Linked DNA regions of Mus musculus: region 1 is linked to region 2. A link is a contact called in public Hi-C data. All regions are on one chromosome and are shown on one strand. The core of a region is the stretch at or near the end of the contact, and the rest is flanking DNA. Distances in the headings are between cores, read along the strand shown.

What was found. A called contact is a pair of places that touch in the nucleus more often than the background predicts.
Region 1: a contact with region 2 is called in a Hi-C map of cortical neurons, with 2.0 times the contacts expected there. The contact joins two enhancer-like sites. A contact is called at or near these places in 4 of 39 promoter capture datasets (the 3T3-L1 cell line, the C10 cell line, cranial neural crest and 1 more), 1 of 15 datasets of contacts at CTCF or cohesin (large pre-B cells), 3 of 484 Hi-C or Micro-C datasets (cerebral cortex, cortical neurons and palatal mesenchyme) and 4 of 115 datasets of contacts at active chromatin or transcription factors (embryonic basal ganglia, embryonic stem cells, pancreatic cancer cells and 1 more).

The regions. Positions count from the first base shown.
Region 1 is chr10:111,954,640-111,959,368 of GRCm38.p6, forward strand. No RefSeq gene overlaps it. Among named protein-coding and RNA genes, the nearest start is that of Krr1, 16 kb to the right of the region's middle. Within about 2 kb of position 2,847, at least 7 of the 459 cell types and tissues checked have an H3K27ac peak or open chromatin away from gene starts, as enhancers often do. A contact at or near this core is called in cortical neurons, where this site is marked.
Region 2 is chr10:111,380,555-111,384,921 of GRCm38.p6, forward strand. No RefSeq gene overlaps it. Among named protein-coding and RNA genes, the nearest start is that of Gm30145, 4.5 kb to the left of the region's middle. Within about 2 kb of position 1,342, at least 49 of the 459 cell types and tissues checked have an H3K27ac peak or open chromatin away from gene starts, as enhancers often do. A contact at or near this core is called in cortical neurons, where this site is marked.

The DNA.
Region 1 (4,729 bases), core at 1,597-4,096, 580 kb after region 2:
CTCAAAACAACAAAAACAAACAAACAAGCAATCAAGTAAAGAGTCATAACTCAATCTCTGTTCATTCCGGTTTTGCTGTGTCTGTTTCAGAGTCAACTTTCACCTGCACGGCTTCATGATGGCCCTTAGCGTTTCAGGCAGCACAGGCTTGTTCTATGCTGGGAGGCTCCCAAAACGTCTCTTAATCCCCAGGGGGCTTCTTGAGGAGTCTGCTGCACAGCTCTCCTTCCTTCAGAGAGAAGCCAGGAAGCATTTCATGCATCTTCTTCCAGCCTTAACAACAGAGGAGAACCACTGAGGGGCACTGAGGGTGTCAAACGTGCTACAGCGTCTGCTGGAAGTCACCCTAGAACTCTAAAAGCTGTACGAATCCTTCTATGTCCCTGCATGCAACGAAATCCCTGTATTTGGTAGTACAAGGTCTGAGGGAATTTTGCAAAACTACTTCGTTCTGGGAGGGAATGATGGGGTGCGGTCCTCTGAGGTAGCCCCGTCAGGACACAGGCAGCTCACTATGAACTGGAAGAAAATGTGAGTTTGTAGGATGTAGGAACAGGAAAGCAGGGTGTGGCTTTGGGAGACAGGATGTCACATAGTCTTGCCAGGGTATTTCCAGCCTTAGGGTTGCAGTGTTGAGCTTCACTGTTGCCACTGTAGGCAAAAATCAATATAACTGTTGTTGCCACTGGGTCTCCAAAAAGCCCTAAAAATCTACCATAGAGGTTAAGGGAATATTATATTTTGAAAGAATATATCTCCCATAAGCTCATATGCTGGACAATAGTCTCTCTCTCTCTCTCTTTCTCTCTCTCTCTCTCTCTCCCTCTCTCTCTCTCTCAGTTTTTCAAGACTAGGTTTCTGTGTTTAACCCTCGCTGTCCTGGAACTTGCTTTGTCAACTGGGCTGGCCTCACACATACAGAGATTCACCTGCCTCTGCCTCCTGACTGCTGGGATTCAAGGGTAACGGTTTTTGTTTGTTTGTTTGCTTGGCTTGTTTTGTTTGTTTTTTACTGTCTAGAGAGAATATCTTGCTTGCATTCTTTCACAATAAAGTTAAACATGTTTCTATAGCGAGGAACTAGGTCATCTTCTAAATTTGTGGAAAGCATATCCTGAAATTGTGGGAACATCGACAGGTGGTGGGTCCTAGCTAGAGTTGTTAGGGTGTGCCTTTGGGGGTGCAATGTCTAACTCTGACCTTTTCTTGGGGTTTCTTTGCTCTGCTTTCTTCCTGCCCCAAGGTCAGCAGCTCTGCTCTGTTATTCCTAAATTATGGAGACCTCTGAAACCCTCAGCCAAAATACATTATTCCCATCTGTAACTTGTCCTTGTCAGACATGTGGTTACAATGATGTAAACGCACCATGTGGCATTTGACAGGGATCCTGTTACCTTGGTACTGGAAAGAACCTGCCAATTCTATCCAAGCCCTGCTAGCTGTGTGTGAGAAAACTGAAGCCTAGGAAATCAAGCCATTCACCCCACCATGTCACAATGTAAGTCATTTGATGCCCTGGTTTATTTCCTACCATTTGAAATAATTAGAAGAACACCGAAGTGTGTTTCTGTTGTACTGTGTGACCACCATGTGGAACACAGAACTGAAGAGCTAACGCTATGCATTTAGTTCAGGTTAGTTTAGTATCTGCCTAGTTAACACCAGCCATTTAGTTTAGGTTAGTTTAGACTCGGCCTCTTCTTCCCCACATGTCCACATGTAGATAGGAATGATGTCAATCATATTAAAGCCTAATGCTGTTTGGGTGATGAAGTTGTTGTTAGATATATTTTCACAGAATGAATCAATGACAGAACTTATCATTCAAAATATACTAATCAGGCCACAGTAAAGCCCAGTGGGCCCTGAAGTGAAACAAAACCAGAACAGAAAGACATGAAAGTAGGATGGGGACTTTGTCGAAGGTTGATGGCAGACAGAGGCAGATAAGAGAGGGTGGGGGGACAAGAGTGGCAAGAATATATTATACAGACATGTGAAATTGTCAACAAATAAAGTCATAGTAATTTCACAAAATCAAACAAAAAACTGTGATGGTTTGTATATGTTTGGCCCAGGGAGTGGCACTATTAGAAGGTGTGGCCTTGTTGGAGTAGGTGTGTCATTGTCGGTGTGGGCTTTAAGACCCACACCCTAGCTTCCTGGACGCCAGTCTTCTCCTAGCTGCCTTCAGATGAAGATGTAGAACTCTCAGCTCTGCCTGCACCATGCCTGCCTGGATGCTGCCATGTTCCCACCTTGATGATAATGGACTGAACCTCTGAACCTGTAAGGCAGTTCCAATTAAATGTTGTCCCTATAAGAGTTGCCTTGGTGATGGTATCTGTTCACAGCACTAAAACCCTAAAACAAACCTTTATTAAAAAATATTTAAATGCTAACCAACACGAGGAAGAGATCGTATTTTTTGTTTCCTCAAGTCACCAGAATGTCCAAGGCTGTCTGTCACTGAGGTCACAGTAGAGGCTGAACAAAGAATCAACACTGAGCTAGACTAGAGGTTCCCGTTTGCTCGGTTTCTGACTTTCTCATTGCCCCCTTTCTCCACAATTGAGGAGCATTCAAGCCCATCTTGTGTGTGAATCTATGAGCAGAGAAGGAGAGAGATTTCTAGGAAAATATTGCATTTCAGAGGAGACGTTGGGTACCCTGGAGTGATAAATAGATGGGAGCCTGGGGTGGAAACTAAATCACACAGATGTTCTCGTTGGAGAGCTAGAAAAGGTAAGACTGTGCCTGTTGCGATCACCCCTGAGGGACCGTCATGAGCTGCCTGGCTGCTGTGGAATGTGCAGCTTGTCTGAATATTCTTCATCCTCAGACCTTAGCCAATTGGAGTCCACCGAGGGAGTGTGTGGTGGGGATTATTTTTGTCCTAACTATCTTTGGACTCTGCTGTCTGCCTTATGCTTTCAATACCTTACTTTTTGAGTGCCATTCCCATGGCTTCAGAGTTAATTTTGTAGTTTCATTCCGAATAGAGATGTTGCTTAAGATCTGGAGGGATGGAGAATTTCCTGTGCAACCCCCCCTCCCCACCCCCCCGCCCCTCCCCACTATACAGAATGCCTGGTAAGAGGTGGACCGATGTCAGGCAGTAGCTGGTTACCCAAGGTAAGATGTGCTACAGAGAGAGGACTCACCTGTTGCTGTTTCTAGGTCTAATTGTAAACCCTGTGCTCACTGCAGGATGAGACACCACAGTTAGCAGTGGTGATTTTGAAACATCAGTTATGTTCGGGTATATTTACAGAGCATGAGGGCTCCCCCTGGTGGTGATAAAGAGAAACTCAGACTCCTTCCTCTCACAGAGACAGACAAGTGAACTGAACATAGTGATTTCGTTTCCCTTTAAATTGGGGTCTAAATAGGTGGAGCTTGACCTCAAGGCGGAGGTTCTCAACCTGTGGGTCACGACTCCAAGCCCATCAGAAGACACAGGTATTCACATTATGATTCATAACAGTAGGAAAATTGTAGTTATAAAGTACCAATATAAGTAATGTTATGGTTGGGGTCACCACAGCATGCGGAACTGTATTAAAGGGTCACAGCATCAGGAAGGTTGGGAACCACCGGCTTATGGTGATTGTGATAACTGATACACTGTCTCTGTATCATTCATTTCAAACCACTAGGCAAGCCAAGTAAAGTTTATTGGGTATCTGTTGAATCAAGCATCAGTAATTTGTCACTTCTTAGCCCATAAACATGTTATTGATAAGTTACTTCTCCATCAGTAAAATGAGCCAACTCAAGCCAGATTAGAGTATATAAAGGCAGGTTCATTGGGAAGCCATTCTCAAGAGGCTTCATTAGTCCCAAGGAACTAGGCCATTGGGAGAGCGACAGAGGGGAGGGGGGAGAGAAAGAGAGAAAGCATGCACAGAGGGAGAAGAAGATGGAGACCATAATGTCTAGATTATGTAGGGAAGAGCTTCTGGGGAGGGGAAGCCCAGCCCCTGGGCTGGAAAGTTCAGGGTAGAGGGCTGGGTGTGCCAGGTAAGAACTGAGGGATGCTGGGAGATCCTGGAGGCCAGGTTCATGTTGGTTTGTAAACTACGCACCTCAGCTGTTTGTCCCAGGTCTGACTCCCAACAGTTATAAGCATAAGTAATGACACAATCTACCAATTTTTGCTTTTGTTTTCATTTTACAAAATTATCTTTTATTCCATCTTGTTTTTCAAATTTTCTGCCAGGTTTCAGGGCAGAGCTCACCACTTACCTCCTTGTTAGCATGGGATTTTTCAGTGTTTTCTATAAAAGACGTTGCAAGATTGGCAAGTATATCTATATAATCATATATGTGTTTATGTAATACTGGATATCACATCTATAGGTTGTAAAATAACTCAAGAGTTTTGGTTCCTTTTCTTCGTCAGTCTCTCTCTTTGTCTCTAAGGAACTTCAACCACTATACTAGTACATTCACTATACTAATGCACTTGTATAAAAAATGGCGAGTCCTGGCGAGTTGTTTTGGTATGCATGTGGGGGTCCAGCTGTGGTTTCACGTCCTCCACTTCCTCCGTCTTGGGATGTCCAGACATTGCTGCACACTGGGCTGGAAGGGTGAAGAAGAGTCCGGAACCAGTGGGGATCTGCAGAAAGAGGTGGGGGAGGGCTTTTCCAAGGATCTTGGTGTTACAGCTCTTTTAGACAAAGACCTTCTCTAACAATCTTCAATAAAACAGCTCTCTTAGACA
Region 2 (4,367 bases), core at 92-2,591:
TGATAATTTTCCTGGTCAGAATGGAACTGCATGGAGAGACTGTATCTGTACCTGAAAATATAATAATATCCACCCTGCAACCCACAGATCAAGGAATGATTTCAATGTTTCAGCCCTATTATTAAAGAATTATATTCTGTAGAGTATAGCTGCCGTGGGGTCAGAAAGGACATCTTCACCAAGCCAAAAGAACACAACTATAGACTTTACAGTCACTGCCAGCAGGATGCACGAATGAGCAGAATCACCATCCTCTCGCATCCCAGGGGGTACCAACCTGCCACACCAAACGGATGGGCTAGACAGCTGTCACAAGGAACACGGACACATAGACAGCACACCAGCCTTCCAGTGCCACTAAGGAACAATCTATCCCTTCCATAGACACCCCAATCCTGGGAAGAGAGGGGAGGAGAAACCCAGCCGTCCTAGGAAGTCAGCTTTTCAATGAGAACGGTTAGCACACACAAAGTACATTAACCCAAATATTTTTGTAAAGATTTATTTATTTATTTTATGCATATGAGTACACTGTAGCTGGACAGATGGTTGTTGTGAGCCTTCATGTGGTTGCTGGGAATTGAACTCAGGACCTCTGCTCAATCAGGCCCTACTCGCTCTTATTATTATATATATTATTATATGTAAGAAGAGGGCATCAGATCTCATTACAGATGGTTGTGAGCCACCATGTGGTTGCTGGGATTTGAACTCAGGACCTTCGGAAGAACAATCAGTGCTCTTAACTGCTGAGCCATCTCTCCAGCCCTAACCCAAATATTTTAAGCACTGATTATAAAAGAACATCTTCCTTCTCTCCCCTCAATTTGGCTGCTGTGGGAGTTCATGAGGTACAAGTGCTTCATTGAGGAAGAGAGAGAAGGTTCCGTGCTTTGTAAGTTTTTTAAGCTCATATTCAATTGCTAAGCTATTTCCTCATAGGGTCCTCAAGAGGAAACAAGAAAGGGATGGATTTCCTATGGAGAAGAATTCCAGACCGCCTGCCTGAAAGGTGCAGAAGCAAATATAACTAAGTTTTTTAAACATCCCATGATTTCTCCTAAGCTCCTCTGTTCGCTTTGCTTTATTTAGAAAGAAAAAAGAAAAAAAGAATCCTCAGAAATGGGCTGGCAGGATGGTTCAGCCTACAGAGGCGCTTGCTGTCAATTAAATACCGAGCACCCATGGGAGAGGGCGAGAACTGATCCCACAAGTTGTCCTCTGACACCGCCTGCACACTGTGACATGTGGACACACACACACACGCACACACACGCATGTACTACGTGGGCACTCTAAATACACTCTTTGTTTTAAAGAACCCAGATCTGAAAGTTCAGACAGATTACTGCGCACGCGCTCTCTAGCTGGATGCCAGCTGCCGCTGTGAAGCAGGCCAGCACTGAGCGTGGAGCGGTCGGGGACCTATTCCGTCATCTTCCCTAGGTTCCCATCTGCCTCTGTCTCAGGCCATGGCCCTGCTGAGTACCAAAAATACAGCAATCCTCTTCTCTCTACATCAGTACAGTAGGAGCTTTTCAAGTACTTCCAGTAAAGAAGTGAGAAACACCTAAAAGAGAAAGAGCAAAACATCAAAAACCAAGGGCTTCTCTGAAGCGGAGATTCACGACCGCAGACTGGACGGGAATCCTTAGGCACCGACTACCTCTGGTGAAAAGATTTTAGGGCATTTGTCTGGAAGGTGGCTTTCCTCCTCCTCCTCCTGCCAGGGGACTCTTGTCCCAGATTTAGAAATAGTTCTTCTTCCAGGCGTGGTGGCACACATGTGTAGTCCGAGGCTCTCTGGGAGGCTGAAGTGAGGGAAGCCAGCCTGGGCTGCATAACAGAGAGGAGGAGGGGAGGGGGAAGGGGTGACTGGGGTGTCTTCCATTGAGTAGGGGTGTGTTCAGACAGGGAGTACTTTTGCCAACCTTCACCCTCCCACTGGAGCACAGAGATAATAGGTGGAGACATTTAATTGTCACAATGTAGGGAGGGTGGCATTAAAAGCAGCAAATAGGGAAAGGCCAGGCTTTGCTGCAACTGATGGGGTAAGCAGCCCCTTCCAGGGGAAATTCACTGCCAGAGGAAGGCACTGCCCCTCGCTGTCAGCTGCCTGGGGGGGTCCAAAGACTTCTATTCTGATACAGCCAGGATCTTGGCTTAAGCTGCAGGGAGAGTCCTTGTCAAGAAAAGCTGTGGCTTATTAAGGAAAAGACAGTGGGTGGATACAGGCTCTGAGATTATCAAGAGAGAGCCATGCTATATGTCTTGACAAGACTTGTTCCTGGTGTCATTCTTGCTGGTGTGTGTGTGTGTGTGTGTGTGTGTGTACACTTATCTTTAAAGCATTTTTCTTGGCTGGATATGTAGAATTGGTAGAGTGTTTGCCTAGCAGCATATATGAAGCCCTGGTTCATCCCCAGAGCCCATAAACTGGGCATGTTGGTTGAATTCCTGTAGTCCCAGTAGAAACAAGAGAAAAATCTCTTTCATCAAGTGAAATGTCCTCTGACATGTACACAAACAGTGTCATAGATATGTGCACAACCATGCACATACATCATAAACACACATGCTTCGTACACATACACACATTGTCTCTCTGTCTCTTACACACACACAGATCATAAATATTTAACCAAAAATATGCAACATGACCAGTTGGAGTTTAGGGGTCAGTGAATCACTCTGTGTGTGTGTGTGTGTGTGTGTGTGTGTGTGTGTGTGTGTGTGTATCATCACCATCATTATCACCTACTGTTCCAAATGAAACATCCAGGTTCAGGAATTTAAAAAATAAAAAAAAAAGCTTTCCCTATTTCCCTATACCCCGTCGCCCCAACACACCCAAAAAGGAAGAAAGAACAGGAGACTGTAGCACTTCTGTGTCTAAGGATTGATTGAATGATTGATTCATTGACTGATTGACATCTCAAGCTGGCCTGAAACCTGCTTGATAGACCAGGCTGGCCTCTAGTTCATGATTTCCTGCTTCAGCTTTTGAAACAGCTATGATTGGTCCAGGAGTTTACCATCCGCAGAGCACTAAGGTTGTTTTTGCTTTGCTTTGATATGCTTATCTTAGTTAGGGTTTTTATTACCGGGCCAAAATACCATGACCAAAAACCAAACAAGTTGAAGAGGAAAGGGCTTTTTCAGCTTACACATGCAGATCATAGTCTGTCATTGGAAGAAGTCAGGACTAGAACATGGGCAGGGCAGGAACCTGGAGGCCAGAGAGCTGATGCAGAGGCCATGAGGGATGCTGCTTACTGGATTGCTTCCCATGACTTGCTCAGGCCTGCTTTCTTCTAGAACCCAGGACTACCATCCGAGGGATGGTACAGCCCACAATAGACTGGACTCTGCCTCATTGGTCACTAATTGAGAAAATGCCTTTTAACTGGATCTCATGGAGGCATTTCCTCAATCGAGGCTCCTTCCTCTCTGATGACTCTAGTTTGTGTCAAGTTCACACACAAAACCTATCAGTCCCCTGCTGATATGTATCTAATAGACCTTCCCATTCTTGGAAAGCTCACCTGCATCTCTTCCAGTTTGTCATAACCTATGCTTCAGGTCTCACGGAAAAGGGTGAATATTTATAAAGGAAAATAATTTAAGGATCTGGGAGTGGTTGAACGTACCTTTAATCCCACCCTCAGGAAGACAAGGCAGGCAGATCTGAGTTTGAGGCCAGCCTGGTCTACATAATAAGTTCCAGGCTACCACGAACTACTCAGTGAGGTCCTGTCTCAAACATAACTAAAAGGAGAGATGTTTATGTGCTCAGTTCTAGAGACCATAAAGACCCACAAGCATGGGGGCAGCTCCAGGGTCACATGTCATCACATGTCACATGTCATCATCATCACATGCCACATGTCATCACGCCATGGGGAAAAGTCGGAAGGCAAATGAGTGCTCAGAGGAGACACCCTGGGCAAGCCCAGATGCTTCGTGAGAGCTCCTTCCTCCATTAACCCATAGCCTGGGAAAGGGACACATCCAAATCACAGCAACAACAACAACAACCACAACAAAAGCCCTTCGCTACTGTGGTAATATTAAGAATTTTGAGACAGGTACATTATACTGGATTGTACAGGTAAGCCCTAAAGACCATTGCACATATCTTTTGAGAGGGTACAGAGGGAGACAACACACATGAGAGAGGACACAGAAGAGAAACAACATAGCTAAGAAGGCAGAAGTTGGAGCGATGTGGCCACAAGGCACAGATGCCAAGTATCCGCAGAGCAAGGCCAGGGAAGGGCGATCTCTCTGGAGCTTGCAGACACAGTTCTACCCAGAGACGATATTTACTGAGAGTCATTTTGGACTCCTGGCTTCTGTAACTGTGA